Linked DNA regions of Mus musculus: region 1 is linked to region 2. The links are chromatin contacts, called in public Hi-C maps. All regions are on one chromosome and are shown on one strand. The core of a region is the stretch at or near the end of the contact, and the rest is flanking DNA. Distances in the headings are between cores, read along the strand shown.

Region 1 (4,367 bases), core at 1,521-4,020, 140 kb before region 2:
CAGGAGCTAGTGAGGGCCCCAGGCCCTCCCCCGAGCTGCAGGGTCTAACGCTGGGACCAGAGGCCCTGGGTGATGGAAGACAGGCAGGCCAGTGATGCTTATTAGAATTTTCTTTCTGACCCCCAGCTTTGAGGCTATCGTTTCTGAGGTCTGCACGGATGATCTGTCTATACAGCTACATGAACAACCTTTGACATAGCTTACGGTTTTCTCCAGTGCAAGGAGATCTAGCAGGGTAAACATTGTCGGAACTAACTTCACTGAGGTCACACTGCTCTGTCCCCACCGTCTGTTCCTAGCTGTTTTGAAGTGGTGACTTGGGGTCCAACCTCAGTACCTGGAAATTCCCATGTTTGCTTGGCAAGTCTATTTCTGTTTATCCACAGTAGATGGAACAACAGACATGGTAAGTGATGCTGCCAAAGGAGTTACCACTAGAGAAGCTTGCCCCTCTCTATATACTTGCACTTGTGTATGTCACACACACACACACACAGAGAGAGAGAGAGAGAGAGAGAGAGAGAGAGAGAGAGAGAGAGAGACTTATGGTAAGTAGCCCAGGCTAACCTTGAACTTACCCTGTTCAAGGCTTTTCTCAAACTCCTAACCTTCCTTTCTCCACCTTTCCAGCGTTGTGGTTAGGAGGCCTGTGTACACCAGTGCACCCAGCTCACAGCTTCCTTCTTCTTCCCACCCATCTTGCAGTCCTGGGGATTGAACTTGGGGCCTCATGAATGCTATGTAATAAGTGCTAGTGTAATAAGTGTAAGGCTATGTAATAAATGTAATAAGTGCTATGTAAATCACCGAAGCTCCCCACTAGCTCCCTCACCCCCAGCAACTGTTAGCTGCTCACATTGTAGGGAAAAGGAGAGACTCCCTGGGCCTGGTGGACCTCATGAGTCCTCCCATTTTCAACAAGGGAAGGTTAACAAGGCTTCATCTACAGAGGGTCTTGTTTGAGTGATCACAGCAGCTCTGATGTATGGACGTGTCCAACCCAATGAAACAGCCACATGACACTTAGCTCTGCTGCTCCTTGTTGTAGGACCCTGGAGAAGGCTTTTTCCTCCCCTGACCTCAGTTTCCCTATCTGTTAAATGGGCACAAAAACTGGCCCAATGCAAAAAGCCAACATATGAGAGCATTGAACGACACCATATGAGGTAAGATGCTGGATGTGAGCAGATGTTTCATAGACATATGACGGCCCACTGGCTGGCCATGCGCGGCCAGAGGTGAGCCCGCCCACAGGGCTGCAGCTCAGTCAGAGCCTTGGTTTAGAACCGTATTCTTCCACTTCCAGTGTTTTGCCTTAGTTTTTGAATCTGCAACATGGGCACTATACTGCCTCTTCCTTGCATGAAGTCGAGGAAGGATGGCACACCACTCCCCAGCCACAAGCAGTCTGGGTACCAGATTTTAGGCCAAGAGTGCTTGGGGCGTTGCTGAGCGAGGAAAGGGAGAGGCAGAACCGCCCGCAGTTACTCCTGTTGCTGCTGCGCTGCCTTTCGGGTTCTGCGTGGTGTAACAGAGCGTGACTCACCCCTGTTTTCATTCACGAGTTCAGGCACCCACTTTAAATAGACTTCACTTGGGATCTACCCTGGGATAATTACTTAATGTGCCATCTAATCGGAGATCTAATTAACGCAGGCGTTCTCTGACAGCCATCACGGAGCGCAGAAAGCAGGTAGGCGCAAGGCTGTCACCTGGATCCTTGAGGAGGTGTCTGAGGCCTGGGAGCAACCCCGGAGCAGCAGAGAAAGGCTACAGAGCACTAGCACCCTCACCCTGTGACTTTCGAGGCGACACAGGAACAAGGGGTACAGGCTCTGGAGGCCTGACCCCTGCTGCTGACCCGGAAGGGCAGTGTTTAGTGCTTGCATTGCTATGGTGGGGTGGGACCGCGATGGCGGGCCAGTGCCTTCTCTGAGGAATGGCAGTGTGGAGAGGGAAATGCTGTGGGGTCCAATGAATAATGCTTAGGTCACATCAGAGGAAGTGTGCTGGAAGTAGATCCCGGCAGTGGGCTTGTTGACGCTGCACTAGTCTGAGCATCGATTCTGCACTCAACTAACTCTCACACGACCACTGCACCTCCTATGAGCCCCAGAATTCCAATGTCCATTCCAGTGACCTCTCCAGTGACAAAGGGCTCTCTGGAAAGCCCTGCTGGCCTCAGGATGAGACAGTTAGCTGCTGTTTTCAGTTATTCAACCTCGACTCCTCAGGAACCAGTGAAGAACCAAATTCCAGGAGAGCCCAACGTGTTGGAGTTGTCCAAAACAAACATCACCCAAACGTCCAAGGAGATGAGGTAACAACGCTAAGGTCCAGCCGCAGCCCCCGGAAGTGCAGGTGGCCACTGAGCACAAAACTAAGTTTACAGATATGTCAGTAACCTCACTTTGCAGGAAGGGATTCCTCAGATCAAAGTCCAAGAGGAGGTCAGGGGTCAACCTCCATTGTGACACTTCTAAACCCCACCATCCAAAATTCCCAAGGAGTGGCAGCTGGGGCCAGAAATGGAGGGACCAGAACCACAAAACACAAACAAGGGTCCTTTGGCTGCGTTGACGTCTTCAAACAGCCCTGCTCAAGGTATGGTCACTCACTATATTATACTTAATATAATATTATTTATAGGGCCAGTCACTTTATTATATTTAATATTACTTGTATTAGATTTATATTAGGTTCAGGAGCTCTGAAGACCCAGAGAATATTCCAGAGGTAATGCTTCTGTCTGGCCCCAGAGGGTGCTATTGCCTCACAAATGAAATACCTTCCCTTTGCAGAGCCTAGAAGTTTCCATGCACAGAGAATCTTCCAGAGTTCTTTGGCTGGTCCCCCTTTTCTGCAGAGGAAGTCTTTTCAAACCCTGTGGCTGGAGCAAAGAGCAGGACCTGTCAGAGCTGGGACACTGTTTGTTGATTGTCACTGTGTGTCCAGTCTGTTGCAATGTGTCAGAGAGTATTACCACGTATCAAAGCCTGGCCCTCTGCTCTATGGGCTACATACCTTTCCTCTTACATACTCTACTGTGTGGTGTGGACATTCTGTCCCTATGCTGTAGGGCCTTATAGAAACTGGACACTTGCATGAGGTCCCAGTGTCCCCAAAAGGACCTGGGACTGCATGATAGTACCCTTGCGTCATTTGGGGACTTTGTGATCCTAAATTTCAGCGGATCCCTCTGGTGTTCAGGAGAACACATGTCTGTAAGGCATTTCCGGTTCCTTCTGGCCCTGCTGCAGGGCCCTCGGGCCTCCAGGCTCCCTTGGAGGTGTCTGGCAGCCAGCAAGTCCTTGGGAAAGGTCCTGCTCAACAATGAGCTCTGGCCAGATGTTCTGGGGTTTTGAGCCATATTTTTTATGACCCAAGAAGGACCCTTTCCATCATTTTTAAGGAAGGGAAGAACTCAATGAGTGGGAAAACTGGGTTTAGGGTGTCTGTTTTATACTGTAATGTGCAGAGGAGGCCAAGGTTGGGGTCTCTTTATAGCTTCAGCTGAGCCAGCAATGTTGAAGGCCATAAGTCAGGCAGGGGATACAGGGTTGAAGAGAAGTGTTTTCTTCTCACAGTTATTTATGCACAAGAGGGAGAAGGAAGAGGAGGAGGAGAAGAAGAGGGAGACCTAGGATAGGAGATGGACAAGGCAGCCATGAGCACCACCCTCCTTTGCTTGCCTTATGCCAGATCACACACCGGGTTAATGATCTGGACCCAGCCTTCACTGGGAAAAGGAGGAGAGCAGTAACAAAAGATGTTGGACATGCTCCTCTGGCCTACGCGCACACACACACACACACACACACACACACACACACGTGCACACACACACATATACACACACATATACACAGAGACACACACACATGCACACACAGACACACACACACACACACATACCACACACACACACTCAAAACATACAAAAATAGGAAGTTAAAAAAAAGAGCATCATTAGGCAAAATGTGCTAACTGAACGAACACCAACTGAAATGAACTGGGCATGCTGGGATCTTAGGGGGCAGAGCATGGCCCCCCAGGATAAAGGTTTTCTAAATCACCTAGTGTCTAACCAGTCATTCTCTCTTAACATGAACCATGTCTGGTCTTCAAGAAGCTCACGACCAGCATCCCAGGGCTTGAGAAGACAAAAATGGCAGCTGAGAGCTTTTCAACATGGTAGGCATTCCAAGCTTCCAGTGGGCTTTGTCCAGCATGCTCTAATGAGGCAAAGACAGCCCTGCAGCTGTTAACTAACCCACAGAAGCTTTTCTTGGTGGCTCCTCTTGCAGCTGCTGAGAAAGGGTCAGAGAAGGGAGGGCGCACAGGAAGTCCCTATCCGTCCCCACTGG
Region 2 (3,845 bases), core at 1,068-3,567:
TTGGGGAGATTTCAGACATACCTGGGTATTGTTAGGGGTCTTGTCAACAGAATCAGGAAACACTGGACCCTCAGAGTACCCCCTCTCCTGTGTGCTTTATTACTAAAATGCCTAGGTGGATGAGTGACTCTTCAAAGCCATGGCACAGAGGACTCTGACACCAATGGGCTTCCAGAGAGAGGAAACCCTGAAGGAGAATAACTAGTTGCCTTTCTAGGCTGAGGGGTTGTGCTCAGCCATCTCCAAGCTCCCAGACAAGGATTCCTAGGCAAGTTCCAGTAGATATCCCTAGAGATGCAGAGAACACCCAAGGAACTGAGTTTAGCATCATCCAGCCCAAGATTCAAGGGATCCAAGAGACAAGCTGTGAGATAGTGGCCACAAGGTCACACCCTATAGCTGCTTATAAGTCATGTCTTAGCGCACGGGGAAACCCCAGTGGTCCAGTGGGGATTGAGTGGAAAATAAAACAGAGAAACCTTCTCTATGGTTCCAGGGGAGGGTGCCTCTTATCAAAGGTGACACCTAGAGACACTTAAATACAGCAGCACCTGGTACTAGGTATTTGTGAGAGATTTTAAGATTGAACAGAGAGGCCCTCTGTGGCCATGGCTGTGGACATTGGGGTTAGCCCTGGGGAATGGCAGCCATGTGAGCCACATGTGTCACTCTGGCTTGGCATCCAAGATGGGCAGAAACGGAAGAAGCCATTTCAAGGGATGTATATCATTTGGGTCTGCCAAGCCTACCTTCCTACTTTGCCCCCACCCCAAAGCTGCTCTTAAGGGATTCCAAAGAGTTAGGAGGAAGGCTCAGCCCAACGAGCCTCTGGGGTAGGAGCATAGAACTCTGTGAGCATCTAAAGTCCCACCCCACCACATCTCAAATCCAGCACTGAGTTTCTTTGTAACTAGGTTCTCAGAGGGGAGGTGGGTTGCCCCTGGCCTGTGATAGGAGTCATGCTGCCTGGAGCCACTGCAGGAGCTGAATGCTGCACTGTGGTAGATTCAGGGATCTGAATGAGGTGGGCTGAGGTCTGAGCAAAAACCCCTGAAGCCTTAGGCCTGGCACAGAGCCACACTCCTCCCCCAAACCCCTAGGCCAACTCACTCAGGAGTGTTAATCCAGATGATGTCCAGGTGGCAATAGTAGACACACTCCTTGTCCTTGTAAGTGAAGCACGTGCAGCGGCGAGGGCGGTGGTGTGCAGGCAGCCCCTTGTCCTCTTGTTTCCCAGACCTGCCTGGTGCCCGTTCCTGCCCAGCGCTTTCAGGCTGTGCAGGCAGTGCAACTGTTGGGGACACAATCCTCTCACCAGGGCCAGCCACAGTCTCTTCACAGCCCCTCTCTGATCCAGCTTCAGGGGGACCCTGGGACACACTGGCTCTGCCAGAGTCCCCAGACTGGGGGCAAGGCACAAGTCCTGCAGGAGGAGGATTGAAGGGCTCCTAAGCTGCTGACACAGAGTTCTTGGCACCCACTACCCCGCCCCCCAAACCAGAATGAGACTCAACCAAACTTCTGCAATGTCTGGAGGAGGCTGGTTGCATTTTCCCCAAGTCTCCAAACTAAGCCAAATGCCTTAAAAAGTTTACAAAGCTCCGTGCACATTCAGTAAAAACTTGAGAGTTATTGCAGTCCCTGTGAAATCTGAAAGCTATTTGTTCTTCACTGGGTAAAACTCAAAAAAATTTTTGTATAGTCTCTGAAAAGTGCCCAAAGAAAGTCTCCCAAACTGAAAACCCCCAGACCCAGTGGAAGTTATCGCTATGTCTTCAGGCCCTTCTACCCGCCCCTGGGAGACTTCAGGGTGTAAAGCCAGACTTATCAGCTTCCCCGCAACACAGACCCGCGCCTGGCTTCCTTTTGTGTGCACTCCCGCGTGGAGAGGAGCGCCGCCCCGCCCCTCCCGCTTACCTGCAGCGGAGGTCACTGTGAGCCCGAGAAGGAGCCACAGCCCCGGCTCCATGAACCCCGATCAGGCGCGGGAGCACCGGGCCTGGAGGGTGGCCGCTTGTGACCGCAAAAGGGTAGTGAGACTGGCTACAGCTTTCGAGTCCTGTCGCTGCCTGAGCTGCGCGTCCCGGCTCAGAGTTACTTGGCTGAGGCGGTCACGAACTTTCAGAGCGCGCTGCCCATCCCTGCGCAGGGCTGGCCGGCTGTGGCTCAGGCTTTTCTGGCTCCCGCACCACCCCCTTCGCCTCCCCGCCCCTCCGAGGGGCTGGAACTGCCGCGCTGGGCCTTTGAACCCGGGGCTCACGGGGGTCGCTTTGCAAGCGCAGGGGGGGAGCTGACCAGAGGCGCATTCGCCCCAGGCTTACCCAGGGGTAGAGAGAGGCGGGGACGCCGCGCTCCCCGTGGGTGGATGGGGTAGGGTGAAGGCCCGAACAGCTGCTTGAAGGCCACACTCTGCCGGTGCTCACACTGCTCACTTACACATAGACTCACACTTGAAACCCCCTGCCCAGCCCAAAGCAACCTCACCCCCACCCCAAGAGCACCAAGACCATGAAAGGGCTGCACAGAAGGGCTGCTGGCTTCTTGTTCCTTTGAAGTCAGTCTAAAGGAAAAGTTCTATTCACCAATGGTCTTACCCTTGCCGAGGGCCCTTGTGCCACGGCCCTGGGTGTACTTTACTCTTCTGATTCATGGGTGCCCGAGCCAGCTCCCTGACTCTGGAAGATCTAAGTGACAGGTGGGGCTGTAGGACCAGAGCAAAGTCACAAAGATTCCACTCAACGTGAGTTAGCGGTTTCGGGGGAGCCCTATTTCCTCACTGGCCCCTTTAGTGAGGGGCCTCTCTCCAAAAGTCATACAAGTGTTGCTTTTCAGGGCACTGCGGTAGTTTAATGAGTCTACAAACCTTTGACTATTGTCATAAAATGTGGGTTTCAAAGCCATTCCTCCCCCTGCCAATATTTCTAATGATTGGCATTCTAAAAAGTAGAATCCAAAGAGGTGGCCCAGGTGGCTCTCATGAGGCAAGCCATGAAAGGGGTACACTTGTCATTAGAAGAAGCCCCAACCAGTCAGGCAAAGTGGTCCCATGGGGAATCCTATGTGAAGGGAAACTGAGGCCTCACAGCAAATGAGAAAGCAGATGGTAAGTAGAAAGAGACTAATGCCCCTGCCTCCAAGGAGTCCAGCTAAAGGCCAGTTGGTTTGAACTGCTGTGTGTCGCAAGACACTTTAGACTGAAGGCTCATACACAGAAAGATACTGCTCCCAGTTCTGAGGTCTTGGACGTCCAAGTATGTCCGGTGTCTATCATGGCTCATGGATGGCTCTTCTTTAATGGTGGATTGTGGTAGAAGGCCACGGTGCTCCGGTTAGCTATTACCACCTGACACCTCCAAGGTGCCACCTCCTAACAATCATCTTGGATTTCACCAGGTCAAGAGAAGTATCTATTATTCTCTCTTTCCTTGCCATTAAAATACCCATCTGCCATCGTCGAGGGCACTGACAGCCCAGTTGTCTTCACTGGTCTCTGTGGGTGTGGCCAAAGCAAACACTGCCTGGATGGACGTGTGCCCTGGGTCTTCACTCCAGCTGAGATAAGGAAGGTTAAAGGTGGAGAATCAGGGTTAAGAGTAAAAGACACTGTACAGAGGGCAGAGAGGAGGCAGGTGGCCCTCAGGGGAGGCAGAACTCTGGTCTTTTTTTTTTTTTTTTTTTTTTTTTTTTGGTTTTTCGAGACAGGGTTTCCTCTGTATAGCCCTGGCTGTCCAGGAACTCACTTTGTAGACCAGGCTAGCCTCGAACTCAGAAATCCGCCTGCCTCTGCCTCCCGAGTGCTGGGATTAAAGTCCTGTGCCGCAATGCACTCTGGTCTTTAAAGTGAC

What was found. Hi-C and Micro-C count contacts between places; a contact is called where the count stands out from the background.
Region 1: a Hi-C map of uterus shows a contact between it and region 2, with 3 times the contacts expected there. The contact joins the enhancer-like site here to the promoter of Edn3 in region 2. A contact is called at or near these places in 3 of 484 Hi-C or Micro-C datasets (muscle stem cells, nephron progenitors and uterus) and 1 of 9 other capture datasets (adipose tissue).

The regions. Positions count from the first base shown.
Region 1 is chr2:174,899,229-174,903,595 of GRCm38.p6, reverse strand. No RefSeq gene overlaps it. Among named protein-coding and RNA genes, the nearest start is that of Gm40017, 17 kb to the left of the region's middle. Within about 2 kb of position 2,770, at least 21 of the 459 cell types and tissues checked have an H3K27ac peak or open chromatin away from gene starts, as enhancers often do. A contact at or near this core is called in muscle stem cells and uterus, where this site is marked.
Region 2 is chr2:174,759,091-174,762,935 of GRCm38.p6, reverse strand. Edn3 (endothelin 3) reads right to left here and starts at 2,317. Exons shown (of 5, transcript NM_007903.5): 1 at 1,918-2,317; 2 at 1,111-1,423. The coding sequence starts at 1,969.